2 separate regions of the Rattus norvegicus genome follow, and region 2 is linked to region 1. A link is a contact called in public HiChIP or PLAC-seq data. All regions are on one chromosome and are shown on one strand. The core of a region is the stretch at or near the end of the contact, and the rest is flanking DNA. Distances in the headings are between cores, read along the strand shown.

Region 1 (7,025 bases), core at 3,255-5,754:
GTGGTGGGGAGTAGGGTTATCTAGGTGTGATGATTCATGCCATTAAAAAACAAAAAACAAGAAGGAAAGGAGGTGACTGCTGACTGCAGTGGGAATGACCCTGATGTGATTGAGAGATCACCAGTGATGAGGAACATTCCAGGCAGGAACAAAGAGTGACAGGAACAAAGGAAGGGGAGGAACCCACAGGGCATGTGAGGATGGGGATGGGACCAGCGAAGGCCACCAGGATTTCAGGGTCCCACAGGCCCAGCTGGGCGCTGGGGTCCCACACAGCCCTCTGCTTCACCAGGATTTCCTATAACCCGGCAGCTCAGAGATAATGCTGCCTCCCTCTGTGCTGTTGCCCAGTCTCAAGCCCCGCCTCCCTCTGCTCACAGTGCCTCAACCTGGCCTTCCTGCTGGCAGATGTATGCTTGACCTTCCTGCCCAGCATCTACCTCATCTTCATCGTCATTCTGTATGAAGGGCTTCTGGGCGGGGCCGCTTACGTGAATACCTTCCACAACATTGCCCTGGAGGTCTGTACCAGTTGGACAAGGGCTGTGGTCTTAGGAGCCTTGTGGATAGAAGCCTAACCCTTGTTCTTTGCTCTCCCAGACCAGTGACAAGCACCGAGAGTTTGCCATGGAAGCTGCCTGCATTTCTGACACCTTGGGAATCTCCCTGTCAGGGGTCCTGGCCTTGCCTCTGCATGACTTCCTCTGCCACCTCCCCTGATATGAGTTGCTCAGCACACACTGGCCTAAAGGCACAGTGAGCTCTGCCACAGGCCTTCCCTGAGACTCAGGAGTGGGAAGATCTACAGTCCTGCCCTACCTCAGCAGGGAGCCCCCATTGTTTCCCACTCCCGAGCTGGCCTCAGAGAGTTTTTTTTCCCCCACCCCCTGCCCTTCTAATAAATGCTTATTTTACCAGTTTACTTTCTGTGCAGTCTCTGAAACGGAAAGTTTATATAAGCCCACTTTGGGATATATGTATTTATGAATGTATAAAGTATTTCAGACACTAGTATGGCACACATAGTAATTCCAGCACTCAGCAAACCTGGAATACACAGTGATATCCTAAGGACTAGGGCTATAGTACAGTGGTAGAGTACTTGCCTAGGATGTTCTGGGCTCTTGGTTTTATCTCTGGGAAACAATTAATTCAAAGGCAGGGTATGCTGCTATAAGCCTGTAATCCCAGTATTGGGGAGGTAGAGGCAGGAGTATCAGGAGTTCACGGTCCTCAGCTACAGAGAAAGCCAAGGTCAGCATAGCCTACATGAGATCTTGTTTTAAAATAGTCCCATTGTATGTTTCTGGCTTCTTTATCAAAAATCAGGTGTCCATAGGTGTGTAGATTTATCTGGGTCTTCAATTCCATTGATCAACCTCTGTTTTGATGCCAGTATCGTGTGTGTTCTATTACTGTAACTGTAGCAGAGCTTGAACTACGGGTGGCGGCGATACCTCCAGTTTATACTGCAGAGTTGTTGTAGCTACCCCGCGTTTCTTGTTTTCCCATATTGTGCTTTCAAGGTCTGTAAAGAATTGTGTTGGAATTTTTGTGAGGATTGCGTTGAATCTAGGTTGCTTTTCCTAAGATGGCCGTTTTTTGTTTGTTTGCTTTTAATATTTTTACTATGTTAATCTTTCCTATCCACAAGCATGGGAGATCGTTCCATCTTCTGATATCTTCTTCAATTTCTTTCTTTAGTTTTTTTTTTTAAAGATTTATTTATTATATATAAGTTCACTGTAGCTGTCTTCAGACACACCAGAAGAGGGCATCAGATCTCTTTACAGATGGTTGTGAGCCACCATGTGGTTGCTGGGATTTGAACTCAGGACCTCCGGAAGAGCAGTCGGTGCTCTTAACCACTGAGCCATCTCTCCAGCCCCTTTCTTTAGTTTTTTACCATGTATGTCTTTCACTTGCTTGGTTAGATTGACCCTAAGATATTCATAGGAGAGAAAGTTGTCACAGGAGACAACTTCCTAAACAGAACACCAATAGCTCGGGCACCAAGACTGACAATAAACAGGACCTCATGAAACCGAAAAGCTTCTGTAAGGCAAATGATATCGTGAATGGGACAAAATGGCAGCCTACAGAATGGGAAAAGATGTTCACCAACTTCATATCTGACAGAAGGCTAATATCCATAATATATAAGGAACTCCAGAACCTAGACATCAATAAGCCAAATGGCCCAAGTGAAAAGGGGTACAGAGCTAAACAAAGAACCCTCCAACAGAGGCATCTCAAACGGCCGAGGAACACTTGAAGTTCATCATCCTTGTCCATCAGGGAGACGCAAATCAAAACAACTCCGGTTCTGTCTCACACCTGTCAGAGTGGCTAATATCAAAACCACAAGTGACAGCACAGGCTGGCAAGGATGTGGAGCAAGGGGAGCACTCCTCCATTGCTGGTGACAATGCAAATTTGTACAGCCACTCTGGAAACCAATATGGCTGTTTCTCAGAAAACTGGAACTCTACCTCAAGACCCAGCTCTACCACTTCTGGGCATATACCCAAAGGATGTCCAAAAAGACACTTGACCAATTATGTTCATAGCAGCTTTATTCATAATAGAAACTAAGGAATGGATAAGAAAATGTACACTTACATAATGGAGTTTTACTCAGCTGTTACAAAAATAATAACATGAAATTTGAAGGCAAATGGATGGAACTAGGAAAGAAAAAAGAATCGTGAGCGAGGTAGCCCAGGCCTGGAAAGATAAACATGGTGTGCACTCATGGTGCGGACATTAGGGATAAAGAATAGTCATGCCACAGTCCACACGCTCAGAGAGGTCAAGTAACAAGGAGGGCTCAAGGGGAGACAGACACATGGATCTCTCTGGGAAGGGAAAATAGAAGAGGGTGGACTGGGGGCAGGTAGGGAAGGGAACAAAAAGGATCAGAATGGAGGGAGAGAGTACTGGGAGAGATAACTTGAATGGGGGGAGGCATTTGAGGGGTGAGGTAAAAACCTAGAAACTATGTAATAGAAATAGTAATAGAAACTCCTAGAAATCTATGAGGGTGACCCTAGTCATGATTCCTACCTAGTACTGAGAGATACAGAGCCTGAACCAGTCATCTTCTGTAACCAGGCAAGACATCAGCTACTAGTTCTTAATATGCCCCGGCCAGTCCCCCAGTAATCAAAACAGAGTCCTATCGATTTATTTAATCAGCTTCAGCACAATTACTGGGTGACTACCTCAACTATCTTTCCTCACTAGACTGGCTATTCCCCAGCTGCCTCGCCAAGTACTTGCTGTTTGAGTCTCCCCGTTTTATTTTTGCCCCGTCAGTCTGTCTCAGGATGCCCTTCTCTCGGCCACCTGCTCCTGGCTCATCCATCATGTTTGGTAACAAGTGCTTTTTCATCTGAACCATCTCGTGGGTCCCGTGGCTAGTATATGCTCATTTTGCACAAGGTACTGTCCCACACACTTCATATGTTGCCATTTTATTCTCCTAATATCAAATGAACAAGTGTTATTGTTTCCCTTTGTTTGTATCACAGGGAAAAGAGCAGAGAGAGGTTAGAAGTTAGAAAATTTGCCTAAGGAAACGGTAAAGCTAGGATTCCAACACTGAAGATCTAGGAAGTTTGCTTAAACATGCAAAACCATGCTCCCTTCAGCAGCACGTATACTAGAATTGGAAAGATACAAGTAAGATTAGTATGGGCCCAGCGCAAAGATGACACACAGATTCGTGAAGCATTCCGTATTTTTAAAACCCTTTTCTAAAGCAAAACAAACAAAATAACAACGACACCCTTCTAAAACCTAGCAGGCCATCGGCATCACCGGCTGACACCGGCCCTTAGATTCTTACTCTGAAGTTCAGATGGGCGGCCAGAGCACTTTTTGGTTTAGTTTTTTGTTTTCTTTTTCCTTTCTTTCTTTCTTTTTTTTTTTTTTTTTTTTTTTTTTTCCAGAGCTGGGGACCGAACCCAGGGCCTTGCGCTTGCTAGGCAAGCGCTCTACCACTGAGCTAAATCCCCAACCCCGTCTTTTTGTTTTTCGAGACAGGGTTTCTCTTCGCTGTCCTGGAACTCGTTCTGCAGACCAGGCTAGCCTCAAACTCAGAAATCATCTTGTCTCTGCCTCCTGAGTGCTAGGATTAAAGGTGTGAGCCACCTTCTCCAGCTTCAGAGCATTTTTTTATTTCTGTCTAGTCTGGCCTTTAATCCATGATCCTCCTGCTTTACCCTTTCTAGTGTAGGGAATTACAGACGTTTACCACCAGGCGGTCATTAAATTCTGTATTTTCAGTCTTGCTGCCTAGTTCCGGCGGTCCTAGGAAGCAAGTCCATCTTAAAGCTCTGCCAGGCCTCATCCCAGTCGAGTATAGCGCAAAGGCCACTGGGAATTGTAGTTAACTCATTCTTTGGCGCTTCTGGGAAGTGACCTCCCCAACCTCATCCTCTTCCGTCGTCGCGCCTGTCGCGCGGTTCCTGCCGTCATCGTCTCTGCTTTCGGGCGGATCTCGGCTTTCGGGGGGATCTCGCTCGGCTTTCGGGCCGATCTGCTCGGTTTTCGGGCGGATCTGCTCGGCTTTCGGGCGGATCTCGCCTTTCGGGCCGCCGGCTCGGCTTTCGGGCCCGTCTCGGCCGTCGCTCCTGTCTCGCCCGTTCTCGAGACTCGGGAGCTCAGCTGGTTCGTGTCTCTTGGGCCTCGTGCTCCGTGGAGGGTCAGGGGAAGGGCGTGCCGGCGACAATGGGGGTCCTGGTCGGGAGATCGTAGCCCCTGACTCTGTGGTTTTCCTTAGCTTCGGGCCACGAGCGCCTCAACCCTTCAGCACCGTCGCCATGTCCCGGTTTTTCACCACCGGCTCGGACAGTGAGTCGGAGTCGTCCCTGTCCGGGGAGGAGCTCGTCACCAAACCAGTCTCCGGGAACTATGGCAAACAGTGAGCTGGGGGCACAGGGAGGGCGTGTTTGGGGGGCTGCGGAGGCTCGTGTAGGCGAGGGGAGAGCTGGGGCGCATCTGAGAATGGTAGCTCTCCCAGCGTGCTAGGAACTTTGGGAGTCCTCAGCGTCCTCGTCACTAAGGACAGAGGAGCAGAGGTTTCCCGCTGCTTAATATTGCATCAGCTCTTAAAGCCACGAAGTCTGCAGCCTCGTAATTCTTCCCCACATTCCATCTTTCGTATCCCTTCTTGCCCCAGAACTGGCCTTGAAAACTCCATATCGTAGGTCTTCCCAACAAGTTTCTCGGTGACTTGTGTTCATGGAAGGAAACCCTCAGTGCTTGGTTAGTTTGGTTCTGAAATCCTGTCGTTTACCTCTGCGTGCAAATGTTAAACACTGCTGTGTCTACCTTTGTTTTACTGTGTTTTCTCCATCTCTGCAAGTTAAAATTTGTTGACTTTTCAAACAGTTCTCAAAACAACATTGTTTTTGCTATGGGCCGGTAGTGTTTTAAGACATTTATACCTACCTCCACAGAGACTTGTAGAGAAGTCTTGCATATGGATATACATATGTACATATATATTTATGTGAATACAATTGCATAACAGTGTCCAAAGTGAAAAAGCCATCACTCGTCACATAAAAAAATTACCAGGGGGCGCTGGAGAGATGGCACAGTGGTTAAGAGCACTGACTGCTCTTCCAGAGGTCCTGAGTTCAAATCCCAGCAACCACATGGTGGCTCACATCCATCTGTAATAAAGTCTTAAAATTAAAAAAAAAAAAACAAAACAGGAAAAACTAACAAGAAAAGAATGGAGACACTGTTGCTAACTGAATGCTTTGGCCCATCTCATTAAAAAGAAATATAAGTAAAGGGAATGTTAAAATTCACCAGAACTTTCCTTTACTAGTGACCTCCCCTATTTTGGGAAATGTTTCCTTTTAGAACCTAGGTACCAGCGTTTCCCACTTAGAGTGCCTTTTGTCTGCTTCTTTCTTTTTTCTTTTTTCTTTTTTTCGGAGCTGGGGACCGAACCCAGGGCCTTGCGCTTGCTAGGCAAGCGCTCTACCACTGAGCTAAATCCCCAACCCCTGTCTGCTTCTTTCTTAAGTGCTTCTGTAGCCATATGTGCCTTTAGACAATTAGTTATCTCATACTGTAAATAAATTTCAGTTATTTGTTCTTGGGGACATTCTTGTAGACACTGTCAGGGTTTGACAAAAGGCCTCATTTAGAGTTACAGCTCTTCAAGATGGTATGAAGAACAAGGGTCAGCAGAGATAATATGCATGCCTGAGTCCTCATCTGAGAAGAGAAATTATATTAGCTAAGACTGAAGGTTAATGGTCTCTGCTCCTTCCGTACAGGCCTTTGTTACTGAGCGAGGATGAAGAGGATACAAAGAGAGTTGTTCGAAGTGCCAAGGACAAGAGGTGAGGCCATAGGAGGGTAGGGGAGGGGGAAGATGTTGCTTTCTCCATGAGAGAGTCACTCAATCTGGTATTGAACTCCTACCCAGGTTTGAGGAGCTGACCAACCTTATACGAACCATCCGTAATGCCATGAAGATTCGAGATGTCACCAAGTGTCTAGAAGAGTTTGAACTCCTGGGAAAAGCCTATGGGAAAGCCAAGAGTATTGTGGATAAGGAGGGTGTCCCCCGATTCTATGTCCGGATATTGGCTGACCTGGAGGACTATCTTAATGAGGTGTGATTCTGAGAATACGGGGTAGGGGTGGGTATGGGCCTGGCTGTGCTGCTTTACTGCGCCAGGGCTCTCCTTGGGGGGTGGGGGGGTGGGGTTCACATGTACAGTGCTTCCTAGAAAATAGAAAACAAGATAAAGCAAGGAGAGAAACCTGTTTTTGGACAAGAGCATGACTGTATTTATTGGGGTTTTGCTGGGGTTTGTTTCTTTCTTTTTGCAGGACAGGGATTTTCTGTGTAGCCTTGGCCATCCTGGAACTCACTCTGTAGAGCAGGCTGGCCTCACACTCAGAGATCCTCTTGCCTCTTTCTCCCTAGTTCTGGGATTAAAGGCCTGTGCCACCACTGCCTAGCTTTGTGTTTGTTTTTAATCACCTTTTGC
Region 2 (7,025 bases), core at 2,287-4,786, 140 kb before region 1:
AGGTCACCATTCAGGTTGTGGGTCACTTCCAAATGCTCGCTGTAGCAGAGGGGCGGGCCCTGCCTGCTAAGATGCCTGCTGCGATAGAGCTGGATGGGGCTGGACAATTGTTCTCCACTTCCTCGCTCTGCCTCAGAGTGGAAGGTCTGAGCCATCCAGATCCCTCTTAGGGCCCCCAAAATGTCAGTCACCCCAAAACCTGGTGTTTTCTTTGGTAGTGCTGGACCAAAGCTGTTAATATGCCATGTAAGCTTTCTATCACTCTAGCTATGCCTCTAGTCCTGACCCCAAATTAGCATTTCCTGGTCAACACCAGCACAACCTGCAGACAGCCATGCCAACACTTGCTTGTCGGGAAACCAACGAGCACACGCTGACACTTCTCAAGCCGCGGACTCAAAGAACAAAAATAACAAGACTTCTGAGCAGACACCACTCACTCATGCAACCTGAGCATGCGGGAGACCAAGGATTGCTGTGGGGTTCAAGTCAGAAACTCAACTGAGAGTGCTTATAAAGTGAGACACTGCCTCAAACCAAACAACTCAAAACCAGATGGGGTGTGGGTGTGGCCTGGCTGGCAGCATGCACCAGGTTCTGCATAAACCAAGTGTGGTACCCCCCACGTGTAATCTCAGCCCCTGGGAGGCGAGGGCAGGAGGATCAGAAGTTCAAAGCCAGCCTAGAAGAGACCAGGTCTCAAGAACAACTGTAATGAAATAAACAATAGCCAAAAACAGGAGGTGGGAGGATGACTTAGTGGTTTAGTGTTTCCCTTGCAGTCGTAAGGACTAGAACTCAGATCCCAGCACCCTCATCACAAGCTGGGTAAGCTTGAGAAAGCACGTGCAACCCAAGCTCTGATTCGGGTAAAACAGGATTGCTGGGGCTGGCTGGTTTCTAGCCTAAAGAAGATGCAAACACGGGTTCAGAGAGAGCCTACCTCAAAGCACTAAGTAGAAAATGACAGAAGACAGACACCTGACAGACACTCTTCCAGCCTCCACGCATGTGTACAGGCATGCATACGCCTGCATGCAAATACACTCACACGTACACACAAGTAAAAGTAAGTCTTGGGCTGGAGACGTAGCACAGCAGTTAAGAGGACTTGCTGCCCTTTCAGAGGACTAGAGTTCAGATCCCAACACCCACACTGCTTTTAGTCTCAGCATTCTGGAAGCAGAGGCAGGCAGATCTCTGTGTTCCGGGGCAGTCGGGGCTACATAGAGTTCCTCTCAAAAAACAAACTACAAAAACTAAGAAAAAAAAACTTGACAAAAACAGACTATGTCCCATAAAGACAGAAAGGAAACAGTCTGACCCTGCACTGAAACAAGGAGCAGGGTAATGGTTGGCTAAAGGGCTGTTCTGGAACCATAAGTGCCCCACTCCCAACCCCTTCATTCACAGCATTCTGCTGCCTCAGAGAATTGCCTGTGGGTTTCAGAGGACCTGGCCTCTGAGGAAGCCAGGAAGGAACAGATCTCTTAAACCCTATCTATAGGAGTACGGGGTTTGTTTTCGTGTGTTGTGACCGTTTCACATTGTCTAGGATGGTCTTGAACACTCAATACTTCTGCCTCTACCTTTCAAGTCCTATTCTAGGTGCGTGTCCCAATCCCTGGTTTATAGGGTACTGAAGACTGAACCTAGGGCTTCATGGATGCTAGGTAAGCACTGTCAGCTAGCTATATGAATGCATGCTTTTGAAGTATTCTCAATATGAGACAGCGGCTTTTGGTGCCCAACTGGTGGGAGACTCGAGAGCTGGGATGAACAGAGCAGTTCTAGAGGGCACATGGCTCAATTCATACAACGCAGAGAACACCCAGGAGCCCACGCCCAGCCCTTTCTTCAGCACATCATGGACCTCATACAGAGAATGGCATACAAGCACGCCTGCCTGCCCACTTGTGTTTCACCCTGACAGGGTATGTGATCTTGGGCAAGTCCCTTCTCCCTATAAACAGGAGGAGGGCCATCATTGGGGACTGAAGGGGTCAGTCCTCTGGGGATACAGGATAGGCTACTCTCTGCATCTTTCCTGTGTCCTCTTTTGGGGTCCTCGTGTGTAGACTGAATCACTAGTTCTCCAGAGGAACTGAAAATATTCAGAAAATGATGCAGGGGATGGAGAAGGCATGAGCACTGACTACTCTATCTCCAGCTTGACCAATCTCCTTGATGGAAGCAAGGGAAAGTGGAAGCAGAAGAAACTGAGTGCAGGGACAGGCCCTGACAACATAGGAAGGACATCTGTCCCCATGGCTGCATGAAAGACTAAACCAAAGAACCATCTGAGCTCATGAATTTACAAACAGCCTGGAAAACACATGGGGACCCTGCCTAAAAGGCAAGACCAAACCGCAGCTCCACAGTGGAGAAGAATTATTTATGCAGGACCTGGACTGTGCCCATCAGTGTGCCCACCAGCATGTCCTTACCCCCACTCAAGTGCAGGCCTGTGAAGAGACTGACAGCCTGACAGAAACTCTGTATCTTGTCTTTGCTACCTCTAGGAACCTGCAGAGAGGGAACGTGGAAAATGCTCAGGGTTTCTAGTCCCGAGGGCTGGCAGAGCAGGATTATCTTGCCTTTGGAAGGCTGATCTTGATGACAGTGGAGACCACAGGGATAGACAATGAAGGCAGCCTTCCAGAGACTTTAAGAACAGAACTTCCATCTATTTAGGTTGGGACCTAGAGGGCTCAGGAAAGAAATTCATCCAAATTTGCCAAAACAATGGCTGGAGGAGAGTCAGGGAAAAGCCACTTCCTTGACTCAGCCTCAGAGTCTTCAAACAGCACACTGAAACCAGCTGGGCCAGGTTTAAAATTTAATGCTTGTTCAGGCCTGGGTCCCTCATTCCTGCCGCTGTCGGGTCCACTGCTCTGGGGTCAGAGTTTTCTGCTCAAAGGCATGGATGTGCGGGAGCTCTTCGGCTAAGCACTCGTTCACCAGCCTGGAGGAGAGAAGGGAATGGGAAATGAGCGGCCTGGCCTCGGCTGGGGTGATGGGCTCCGAAGCTAGCGTGACCAGGAAGTGGGGATTCGAGGAGGGGACAGAAGTCCAACCACAAAGGCTGGGGCACCCTGGGGACTATGGGTCACATTTCGGGGCTTTGGGAGTGAGTCGTTCCCACCAGGCGGGCGGATGCAGGGGCAGCCATCCCGAGCCCGAGGCCTCGCTGGGCGGGAGGCTGGCTCCCGGGGCTCACCGGTGTCTCTGGAGCAGTGGCTTTCCCTCGAACTTAGCCGACACCACCAGGACTCGGAAGCTGGTCGCGCAACGGTTCAGAGTCGTGTCCTCCACCTCCTAGCCCGCAGAAGACACACGGGATGGGGCACACGCCCGAGAGCCCTTCTCCGCCGCCCGCGACCTCCCGGCATCGCACTCACCACATGCTCTGCCTCCAGGTCCTGCCGCAGCTTCTCGCGGAGGTAGTCGGCGCTGAGTTCCATGACCACAGCCCGGCGGGGCCACAGCCCAGCGTGAACAGAACCTCGCCTCTCGTCCCGCCACCTCGCCTTCCGCCCTCACTGCAGCCACTTCCTCCACGCCGCTCACTTCCGCCCTTCCTAGGGCGGCCTCGAAGGCACCACTTCCGCCTCCTGGTACCCCTGAATTACCAGCACTCGGGAAGTTCCCTCCCAGCAGTTAGCCAATCCGAGCCGGGCTGGAGGGCAGCGGGTCATGCGGCCCCGTTTGCTCACCCTCCTCCTGCCAGCAGGCGGCGCACCAAGTCGCTCTGCCGGTTTTCCAGGAATTTGCAGGACCATCGTTCCGTGCTTTTTCCTAAAGCAACGTTTTTGCAGTCCTGGCTACCCAGCCCTTTCCGAGGTCCGAGGACCCAGAAACCACCCCTAACTCTGGACCTTCAACCCAGAAAGTCCGGATGGGACATGCAGCAAGACCGGGGCGCTTCTTCGGAGTCTACCTGCTCTACTGTCAGAACCCTCGGCATCGGGGCCGTGTTTACGTGGGATTCACTGTCAATCCTGCTCGTCGGGTCCGGCAACACAACGCGGGTCGCAAAAAAGGTGGCGCCTGGCGGACCAGCGGGCGAGGACCCTGGTAAGAAGAAGCCATTGGTATCTAACCGGAAGGCTCCGCGTAGGAGGCGGGCCGCTAGGGCTAAAGGCTGACAGAGGCGGGACCGGGTGGTTTTTTTTTTTTTTTTTTTTTTAATCTAGGGCCGTGCTGAGTTCCTGGCCTGTCACTAGGGCAAGCGTATAGCGGGGAGGTGGCACCTTGTGGATATCAACACTGCGACGACTGGATTAAAACTTGTGATGCTTAATTGGGTTCCGAGTATACAAATTTAGGTCTGCTTTGTAACTCCACTCACTACAAGGGTACCAGACGCCCTCTTTTAATCTCTGCACATACACACATGCATACAAGCAAAACACTCATACACATAAATGAATTTAAGAAAAAACTTAAATACAAAAGCTGAATTATGAAATCAATCTACGTTCCTATCTCAGGGTTACTATTGCTGTGATGAAACTCTATGACCAAAAAGCTTATTGGGAAGGAAAGCGTTTATTCGGCTTACACTTCCATGTAAACGTACTTTTATTTCCTCAGATGAAGGGATGAGATGAGAGCCGTAGCCAAGCCAAGCTGTGTGAATATACGGCTTGGGCTGAGCCCAGAGTGTTTCTTTCTCAGTACCATCCCTAGGCTTACCCCTGGAATCTTCTAGCCTCTGTACAATCTCATCTTCCAAGATGGCTGATTCCATCTGGCTTCTCTCAGCTTCTGACTGAATTGCTCTGCTTGGCCTAACTTTGGCAAGATGTTCTAATCTTCTGGTTCCTTCTCATTCTCTGGCTCAGTCTGTCTTCACCTGTGTCTAGCTTGTTCTTTCTGCAACCTCTCTGTAAAACTGCCCTGACCAAACTTCTATACACCTACACCCCTCTCCCTCTCTCTGCTCTTAAGTAGCCTCTCTTTCCTGTGCTGTTGTTGTGTGAGTTGGGCATCTGCCCCTCAATTAGATGTCATTTTCAAACATGGCTACTTATACAAACTCACCTTTACTGTTAGAGATTAAAGGGCGTATCCGCATCCCAGAAGGTCATACTGTAATCCAGGCCACGTCAGCATTCCAGCTCAATCATACAGACCTAGAAGTCTTTGGATTTGATCCCTTGCCAGAGCAACCATGTTACTGAATTAAAATTCTTCTATACTTCCACTTCACTGTTCATCATTGGAGGAAGTCAGGGACAAGAACTCAAATAAGAGCTGATGTAGAAGCCATGACCCAGGCCACTAACCCAAGGGCTGCACCACCCACAATGGCTGGGCCCTCCTACATGTTTTGTTAATCAGGAGGATGCTCTACAGATTTACCTATAGCCTAATTTTATGGAAGAATTTTCTCAATTGAGGCTCCCTCTTCGACTATACCTTCTGTCAAGTTGACGTAAAACAAACTAGCACAGTGCCATTAACAGGTGAATGGGTGAAGAAAATGGACATATACAAGATGCAGGTTTTTAAAAAAACTTTAATTTTCATTTGATTAATGAGTTTTTAAAAAACAAACAAACATACCGGAAAGCTTTAAGTGTTCATGCAGTGCCCATAGAGGTCAGAAGAGGGCGCCAGACCCCTTAGAATGGGAGTTTCAAACTGTTCTGCGCCTAGGTCCTTCGCAAGAGCAAGTGCTCCTAACTGAACCACCTTTCCAGCCATATGCAGTTTGACTCAACCACAACAGTGAGTAAAATTATACCACTTATGAGAAAGTGGATGGAACTGGACATCATCGTGTTAAGTGATATAACACCTCAAGAGATATAAAACCTCAAGTTTTCTCTTATTTGAAATTTAGAGGAAGTGAGAAGAGAACTATTTGAAATGAAAAAGACCAAAAGAAAAGGGGGGGAGGATATACTAAGTAATGTCAAATTACATTACATAAGTAGGAGAATATCAATGCAAACTGTTATTCTGTACAGTTAATATAAAATAGCAAAAATTGTTTTAAAGACCAGGATCAGGAGACAGGGGCCCTCGAGCCTGGGGTTAGAGTACAATCTCCAAAGGAGAGGAATCGAGGACTGGTTGAGGAGCCTGAGGGTGGCAGATACAGGGTCTTCCGCCTCCACGAAAGATTCAAGTCCTAATGGCTAGGTGTGAAGCAGCAGGCTGTGCTCAGTGTGAACCCGAGCATAGGCCTGGTGGGGAGGATTCAGCTTCTATCTGAGCTGAGGTGGGATGGGGATTCACTGGCCGTGCCCCTCTCCTTCTAAGGGACATGGTGCTGATTCTACACGGGTTCCCGTCTGCTGTGGCCGCCCTTCGGGTAAGAAAGGTGTCTTAAGGGCGGGCTAGATTGGTTTGTCTAGAGGACCTTACCCAGGACCACCCAGACCTTGTGTCGTTCACCCCACCTCCCCATAGTTTGAATGGGCCTGGCAGCATCCTCAAGCTTCGCGACGTCTGACTCACGTGGGGCCGCGCCTGCGCAGCGAGGCTTCCTTTACCTTCCACCTGCGCGTGCTGGCGCACATGCTTCGAGTTCCTCCGTGGGTGCGCCTCCCTCTAACAGTGCGGTGGCTGCGACCTGATTTCCGCCATGAACTCTGTCCAGCTCCACCACCACACATGCCCATTGCCTTTGGACCGCCACCACCCCAGCCCTTGGTCCCAAAACGACCCGCTGCAAGTGAGGCTGACAGTGAGCGACGGCTGGATCTAGGTGCCAAGGCCAGCTGCACTCTATGTGCGCGTATGCTGCAGGTAAGGGCGGAGACCCGGGACTTTGCCCATCCTGACACATGTCTAATGAGGAGGACGGTTCTTTCTGCGCTTTCCGAACCCAACAGTACCAGCCTCTGAATGGACAACCAGACACCCTGTGAGATCTTCCCTGGCCTTTCTGAAGTCATAGCTCTTTCGTGTGTTTCCTGCCCTTTCCCGGTCCCCTTCTTGCCTCGCATGCTGTGTGTTGCTCTCGGTCACTTCAGGTTACTTCTCATCTGCTACGTTTGACAGGATGAAGA

Evidence for each region. HiChIP or PLAC-seq counts read pairs in DNA pulled down with a chosen protein or histone mark.
Region 2: an H3K27ac HiChIP or PLAC-seq map of oligodendrocytes shows a contact between it and region 1, with 2.6 times the contacts expected there. The contact joins the promoter of Bola2 here to the promoter of Eif3c in region 1. A contact is called at or near these places in 8 of 12 Hi-C or Micro-C datasets (Schwann cells, frontal cortex, kidney and 4 more) and 1 of 1 datasets of contacts at active chromatin or transcription factors (oligodendrocytes).

Annotation. Positions count from the first base shown.
Region 1 is chr1:190,580,546-190,587,570 of GRCr8, reverse strand. Eif3c (eukaryotic translation initiation factor 3, subunit C) reads left to right here and starts at 4,504. Exons shown (of 21, transcript NM_001100662.1): 1 at 4,504-4,674; 2 at 4,787-4,927; 3 at 6,303-6,368; 4 at 6,455-6,644. The coding sequence starts at 4,827. It overlaps LOC120100182 (U6 spliceosomal RNA), which reads left to right and starts at 3,641; the gene lies at 3,641-3,747. Cln3 (CLN3 lysosomal/endosomal transmembrane protein, battenin) reads left to right here. Exons shown (of 16, transcript NM_001006971.1): 15 at 381-521; 16 at 601-922. The coding sequence ends at 720.
Region 2 is chr1:190,719,046-190,726,070 of GRCr8, reverse strand. It overlaps Bola2 (bolA family member 2), which reads right to left and starts at 3,536. Exons shown (of 3, transcript NM_001401089.1): 1 at 3,402-3,536; 2 at 3,221-3,318; 3 at 2,670-2,965. The coding sequence starts at 3,464. The coding sequence ends at 2,866. Slx1b (SLX1 homolog B, structure-specific endonuclease subunit) reads left to right here and starts at 3,764. Exons shown (of 6, transcript NM_001009292.1): 1 at 3,764-4,077; 2 at 6,274-6,325; 3 at 6,424-6,762; 4 at 7,018-7,025. The coding sequence starts at 3,899.